2 separate regions of the Muntiacus reevesi genome follow, and region 2 is linked to region 1. A link is a contact called in public Hi-C data. All regions are on one chromosome and are shown on one strand. The core of a region is the stretch at or near the end of the contact, and the rest is flanking DNA. Distances in the headings are between cores, read along the strand shown. Region 1 holds the start of PNN (pinin, desmosome associated protein). Region 2 holds the start of LOC136146974.

Region 1 (3,654 bases), core at 711-3,210:
CAGTCCTTGCAATGAATATTCAGGACTGATTTCCTTTAGGATGGACTGGTTGAATCTCCTTGCTGTCCAAGGGACTCTCAAGAGTCTTCTCCAACACCACAGTTCAAAAGTATCAATTCTTCTGTGCTCAGCTTTCTTTATAGTTCAACTCTCAAATCCATACATGACTATTAGAAAAACCGTAGCCTTGACTAGATGGACCTTTGTTGGGAAAGTAGTGTGTCTGCTTTTTAATAAGCTGTCTAGATTGGTCATAACTTTTCTTCCAAGGAGCAACCGTCTTTTAACTTCATGGCTGCAGTCACCATCTGCAGTGATTGCTCACAATCAGAACCATGTAATTTTTTTCCCCCATACAACAACTGCAAGCAGAATTTTAGTTCTCCAACCAGGGATCAAACCTGAGCCCCCTGCAGTGGAAGTTTAGGAGTCTTAACCACTGCACCACCAAAGAAGTCCCAGAATCATTTAATTATTTATCAAGATTCATCCTTCTTGGCTTCCAGGTGGTGCTAGTGGTAAAGAAACTGCCTGCCAATGCAGGAGATCCCTGGACAGGAAGACTCCCTGGAGGAGGGAACGGCAATTCACTCCAGTATTCTTGCCTGGAGATTCCCATGGACAGAGGGGCCTGGGGCTATAGGCCATAGCGTTGCAAAGGCACCACTGAGCACACACGCATCCTTCTTACCCAGCTTTACATTTTCTTTTTTTGTATAGCACTTAACCCATTTCTACCACGTTTTATAATTTACTTATGCTTTTATCTGTCTCCTCATTCGTCCCATTGCCAAGCTCCTTGTGGGCAGATATCTGCATTGTACAGTGACTATCCAAGTGCACATAGTAGGCATTTCATAAATATCTGTTAAATGCGTAAAGTACAGGAAGCCTCTTTGTTCCCTGAGAACCCTACAAACTTCGTGGAAGCAGGAACCACAGCTATCTTGTTCCAGGATTTTTCCAGAGTCCAGATTAACAGATCAAGAACTTTTAAGGATTGTTGGATGAATTTAATGGTAACTCGGATTAAATACTGCTGGCCTGCTAAGCTTAGTGCACGATGCCTAGCTAACGAGTGAAGGATGAGGACATAAAGATTATCCATAACATTGTTCTTCAGAACCCATTTTAAACCAACCAGCTGCAACCTAGGTGTAGAGGCTAATACCCGTTATCGTCGCTTTCTTCTTCTTCTTTTTTTTTTAGTATAACCCTGCACATGATCTGATCATTTTTTTGTAGTACAATCTGGCACTGGTCTGATCATAGGATGATTCCGGACCGGCGTGACCTAGGACAGTCACATTATCTCCAGACTCAATTTCCTTATCAGTAGTAACAAGCCTGAGTAACAAGTTTATTCAAGTCTTTGGCTTGTGGGGGATAATGCACGTAAAGTGTTTCACAGAGTATAAAATAATTGTTAGCTATTAGGAGGAATGACTTTTCCTCTTCACTCGCTTACCTCCGCTCTTCTAAGGTTTAACCGCATCAAGAGAAGTCTGCGGCCCGCCCACCGCCTCTCTGGGCATGCGCACCAACGGAATGGCCGCACCCTGTCCTAATCAAATCACTTACCGGGGGAAGACGGGGAAATAGACTCGTCTGAACCCTACTCTGAGGGGATCAGGTGGTAAAACGATAAGAGGCACGTCATCTACAGGTTAAAAGGACCAGGAAGACCCCGCTCTCCTCACCAGAAGAGGTGGGCCGCGAACCCACGTCTCCGAGGACCCAAGTAGTCTCAAACCCGCCCCGGCTCTGCGCTAGAAGCGGAGCCCAACCACCCGCAGCTAATTGGGGAGGGAGGGGACCCCTGCCTGACTTTTCATTGGCCCAGAGTCACAAAGGCCGGCAGTTTCTCCCCCTTCCGGTTGCTGAGTGGTTGAGGCCGAAATACAACTCCTTTTGCCATTGGCTGAGCCCAGCTGTCAGTCCTCTGGCGTCTTGCGGCGCGACACAGGCAGGCGCGGCCTATAGAGCAGTCTCGAAGCCTGCTGCAGGGAGAAGATGGCGGTCGCAGTGAGAACTTTGCAGGAGCAGCTAGAAAAGGCCAAAGAGAGCCTAAAGAATGTGGATGAGAATATTCGCAAGCTCACCGGGCGGGATCCGAATGACGTGAGGTAAGGAGTGGATGGGGTTCTGGCTCCCAGAGGCGGCCGTGAAGCCGGGGTGAATTGGGGGCGGGGAGGGCGGTCAGCCCTGAGAAGACTGGAACATCGAGGCCTGTTCCCGGGCAGCCGTGGGACCCTGTTTTCTGTGAGGTGGGAATTTCCAAGGCCTTCAGCGTTAAGTCCTGGGTCTTGGGTGCGTGAGGAAACAGAGCGGAGCCTGGGTGCGCCGGGATGGCCTCCAGTCCTGTGGGAAGGCCGGGACTGCCGATTCCCGCCCTCGGCTCCGCAGGCCCGGAACTGCAGCACAAAGCCTTCCTCCTTCCCGGGCTACCCGATTCAGGGTTGGCCCTGGGACCCTCCGGGGACGCGGCCCGCCGCCTCACCCTCCGGCTCTTGCCCACGTGCAACTTTCTTTGGGTTGGTGAAATTTGAACCTGACTCAGGTCTGTTAACGTGTAGTGGTGTTGAGAGAAATACATTTCTGTGAAACTGGTCTTGGGAAAACAAGGCAGTTAGTAAAGTACCACTTGCCGTGTTTCAAACACGTGGATTTGAAACCTTCTTATTAGAACTTCTCTGTTTATTTTCTTTTGATGGTGAACCGCACCCGTTGAAGTGTTTGGTGCTGTTAGAAACGATTGTTGCACTGATTTGTGAATATTTTGTAGGCCCATCCAAGCCAGATTGCTCGCCCTTTCTGGTCCTGGTGGAGGTAGAGGACGTGGTAGTTTATTGCTGAGGTAAGATTTCCTTAAAATTTAATACATTGGTACTGTACTAAATTAATGAATCGGTTTAAACAAATTGTGTGCTAGAGTTAGTGTTAAGAAAAGTTTGGTTTGTTTGAAGCTGTGATTAGCTGTAGTTTTCTGTATAGTTAATTTCATTTACATTTACAGCTAGAGATTGAAGAATATAGTAAGTATATCAGTTATGTGCAAACTTAATTTATTCTCATAGAGCTAAGAGAAATGCTATAAAAACATCCATCTTGAAGTAAATGTCCATTTGAGGTTACTTTATTTGGAAGAGGAGTTTTTAATAATTGCAACTAAATTATCTTCTTAAGTAGAAATAACCATTTTTCTTAATTTTCATGCGCTTTATGTTGGACATTTTTATTGCAGGCGTGGATTCTCAGATAGTGGAGGAGGACCCCCAGCCAAACAGAGAGACCTTGAAGGGGCAGTCAGTAGGTATGTTGGAGGACAAAATTCTGGAAGCATACTTTATTTTATGAGGTAGAATATAAGTATTTAATATTGTTGGATTGAGTTGTATTAGAATTGAGTAGTATATCACTTACTCTGAGTCTTTCACTTGGTATTTGACTGAACTGAGACAGCCAGTATCCCTGAAAACTCAGTTCTTCATGGCAGTAACAGAAATCTTAGCACATGGAGAAGGAAATGGCAACCCACTCCAGTATTCTTGCCTGGAAAAGTCCATGGACAGAGGAACCTGGCAGGCTGCAGTCCATGGGGTTACATGACTGAGCACGCATGCAGGATAGATATTGGAGGGAGATGGGTTGGTA
Region 2 (3,654 bases), core at 561-3,060, 140 kb after region 1:
GTATTTACTGCAAAAGGAAGTACACTGCTGTCAGAGAAAAACAGTACTGTATGATAATGTGCAAATTATTTGACCCTGTTACGTTTCAGTTTCCTTTCTATAAAGCAGGGATAATAACAGCTGTCCTAACTCACAGGCTCAGCTGAAAGGATCAAATAAGATCCTGAATGTGAAACTACTTGCAAACTGCTGAACTATTACTGCTATCTAAGTTGCTCCTTTTTTGAACTTATGAACTTTCCTCTACCTCCCAGTTTAATTTTAGGCTTAGTTAGAATATCCAGATAGAGAAAATCTACGTTAATAGGATTCTGGAGAGGGCGGTAGATAAAGAATGGAAAACACTGATTAGGACGACGGGCCAGAACACAGGAAGTTAGCCCCAGAATGAAAGTCTTGATTCAAAATCAGGACAGTTTGGGCTTACCCTTTGCAGACACTGGCCAGTTCCCCCAACACACGCTAACACCAAGCTGTACTGTGCTACTTTTAGGGGAATCACTGGGGACAAGTTGAGTCTGGAGGTTCGCAAAAGGGAGGGACCTTCTAATCCTGATTATCAGCCAGTTCCCCGATCCCTTAAAAAAAAAAAAAAAAAAAAAATTCCTCCTACTCTTTGTGCCTGGCCTAGTTAAAACCATTCCCGGTAAGAAAATGGCTGTCAAAGATTTCTTTTTATGCCGGGAGAGTCTCGAACCTATGCGAAACCTGTGGCATACCTACTCCCTCCGCCACCACGAACTATTTTGATCGGAAAGGTTCAGAATAAAACAACAACAACAACAAAAAAAAAACAGATTAGTTTAGTTTCTCCCAAGACTCATTCACAGGCCTCACCCTCCAAGCTTCAGCTCTCTCATCTGTAAAATGAAGAATGACCGCGCCTGTCAACTCCATCCCACTGCTGCCGAAAGGATGAATGAGACAGTGCCTGAAGGCGCCAGGAGGGCTGTCTGATAAACACCAAGTCCATCACTGTTTATAAAGTATTAGGATGAGTCCTGTTATGCCCTCCCGCCTCAAGGAAATCGCCGGATTAGAACTGACACCCCCAGTCACTGAAAAAAGCAACGCTGAAGCGGGCGGGGCGTTTCCACACTAAATCTATTTCGAGGTGAGAGGAAGGAGGCGACCCTGCGCCCCGAGAAGTGGAGGCGGGGCGGGGGGGGGGGGGGAGGATGAATGGAGGGGCTGCCAAGTGCCTACCTGTTGTTCCGGATGCTGACTAGCACGCACAGGACCAGCTCTAAGTAGGTGCGCAGCACTTCCAGCCAACGGGTTGAGAGCTGCAGGGCTTCGACTTCTTCCCCGCCAGTCCCGGCGTCGGCGCTGCCTCCATCGCCCGGGCCGCCGCCGCCGCTCAGGTAGTTCTCCGCGGCGAATTCAACACGCAGCTCTCGCACGAACCAGCCGCACTTGCGCATGAGGAATTCGAGCCGTGGCTGCTCCGCGGGCGAGACGCGGAGGCAGATGCGGAGCTGGGGCCAGAGAGCCGGATAGAAGAGGCACTCGCGCCAGTGCGAGCAGGAGGCCGAGGCCCGGAGCCGGTCGGACGCGGACAGGAAGGAGAAGATGTGCACGATCAGCTCGCTGGGCAGCGACGCGGCGCCTGCCGCCTGCCCGCACAGAGCCATCCGGCCCCGCCGCCGGCTGCCGATCCCCGGTCGCCCCCGCAGTCCCCGGAGCAGCCCCCGCAGCCGTCGCAGCTGCTGCAGCCGCAGCCGCCGCCACCGCGCCACCCGGGCGGCCCCGGCTCGGGTTCGGGCTCCCGGTGGTCGGGGCTGCGGCACTGACAAGAACAACAACATCAATGACAAGGAAGAAGGGGGCGGAACCGTCGTGGGTCTCGGCGGAACCAAGTGCGGCACCAGTTGCGGAGAGGGGGAAAGGCCTCTGCGGGGGTGGCCTCCAGATAGCCAGCCTCTGGCCTCTCAAACTTTACTCACGCGCGTCCGAGGCCTGCGCTCTCCGCAACTTCAAAACCCTCGCTTGTACTGGTTAGGAGCCCGGAAGCGGCAGGATTTATTTTAAGGAACCGGGAGCCCTCCCCGCGCCTGGAGGCGGAGGCAGACCAGTGGTAGGAGCTGAGTTTGACGTCACCGGTGGTGGGAGGAGCCTGGGCGTGACTGGGCGCGACTTCCGGAAGAAGGGAGCGCCCGCTTGCCGGTAGGGAAGAGAGACGAGGCACGTGATTCCTGACGCACTTAGGCCGATGGGGCGGGGCGGGAAGCGCTGGTGGTGCCGGCAAATGGGCGCCCTCTCCCGTCCCTCAGAGACCACTCAGTTCAGTCAAGTCTGTACGTCGGTTAACTTGGACGCTCAGGAGGTCGAAGTAGCGTTAACTCGCGTTGGTGCGAGAGGTCCTGACGCTTTTCGTTACACGCTTCTCTGTTTCTGGGCTGAGGGCTCAGAGCCAGAGTGCTGGCTTGTGTCTTTCCTAGCCGTCCCGCCTGCCCCGAGTGTTGTGGAGAGTTTCTGAGAGAGAGCCCCTGAGAAGGGGAGCGGGCGCTTTCGCGGGCTCACTCGGAGGGGCTGGGTTAGGGAGAGGAGCCGCGCGGGCCGGGGCGGCGGAGAGGCCGGACCGAGGTGGTCAGTGGACGGCGCCACCCCTCGGTCGGACCTCGAAGTGGACCTGCGCGCACACCTGGTGTGTGGGGAAGGAATGAGGACAGCGCCACCCTTCGGATTTAGAGGGAGAGGAGAAAACAAGGCAAATGAGTTAGATCTGCGGGTTGATAATCGGCGTCTTCCCTGGCGTTCCCTGTTTTGAGGCCCTAGAAGTAAAGAAGCTGGTGGTTACGGTAAAGGTTTTCTTTAGCTTGTCTCCCCTCGCTTTGAGAGAGGGATTTTCGAAAGAGTTTCCGTTAACTTCACCACATCTTGGAAAGTAGTAAACTGGTTGTACCGGGCAGTGAAGTCAGAAGGGAATAGTTAATTTTATGTAACAATTGAGGATTGCATTAGTGAGGCTGCCGCTTCAGAGCCTTAGCTGTGATCTCGAAACAGCGTGGTTTTCTTGTAATTAACTTCACGAAACTGTTCTACAGGATATTTTTAGCTCTTTGAGGGCAAAATTCCCCATTCGTGATGCTTTGATGCCTTTTGGTGTCTTGTCTGTGATACTGAGTTGTTACCTCTGAGTTATCTGTCTTCCTTTCCGTCGCTGTAAAAACAACGACAAAACAACAACAACAAAAAATGCTTTCCTTCGTGGTAGATCACATCTCTGAACCTCTTGTCTGCAAGAGATTTTTCTATGTAATTCTTCTTATAATAATTTTATGAATGAATTAATGGGCAGTAATGGAAACAGCAATGAATTAGGAAGTTGAGACTTGGATTTAAATTTTTTATTTTTTAAATTCATTGAAATATTTTGAAGTGGACCATGGGTATATGAATCTTCCACTTGTAAGTAGTACAATATGTGTTTCTGAAAACATAATCGTATATAACAAAAATAGTGTTATCACACTTAAGGTAACTTTTGTTATCTTCAAATTTGTCTAGTTATCTCTCAAATATTCTTTATAGCCATCTTGTCCAAACCAGGATCCAATTGAAGACCACACTTGTTTTTGTTTATATTTCAAAATCTCAATCTAGATTAGTCACCCCTACTTTTTTTTTGGTTTCTCTGATTAGCTAAAGAGG

Evidence for each region. Hi-C and Micro-C count contacts between places; a contact is called where the count stands out from the background.
Region 2: a contact with region 1 is called in a Hi-C map of blood, with 5 times the contacts expected there. The contact joins the promoter of LOC136146974 here to the promoter of PNN in region 1. A contact is called at or near these places in 2 of 3 Hi-C or Micro-C datasets (blood and muscle).

Annotation. Positions count from the first base shown.
Region 1 is chr15:46,344,775-46,348,428 of mMunRee1.1, forward strand. It overlaps PNN (pinin, desmosome associated protein), which reads left to right and starts at 1,961. Exons shown (of 9, transcript XM_065906317.1): 1 at 1,961-2,126; 2 at 2,786-2,857; 3 at 3,245-3,313. The coding sequence starts at 2,014. It overlaps TRAPPC6B (trafficking protein particle complex subunit 6B), which reads right to left and starts at 1,503. Exons shown (of 6, transcript XM_065906513.1): 1 at 1,469-1,503. The coding sequence starts at 1,495.
Region 2 is chr15:46,489,334-46,492,987 of mMunRee1.1, forward strand. LOC136146974 reads left to right here and starts at 1,811. Exons shown (of 6, transcript XM_065906067.1): 1 at 1,811-1,997; 2 at 2,209-2,297. The coding sequence starts at 1,811. It overlaps FBXO33 (F-box protein 33), which reads right to left and starts at 2,010. Exons shown (of 4, transcript XM_065906548.1): 1 at 1,207-2,010. The coding sequence starts at 1,808.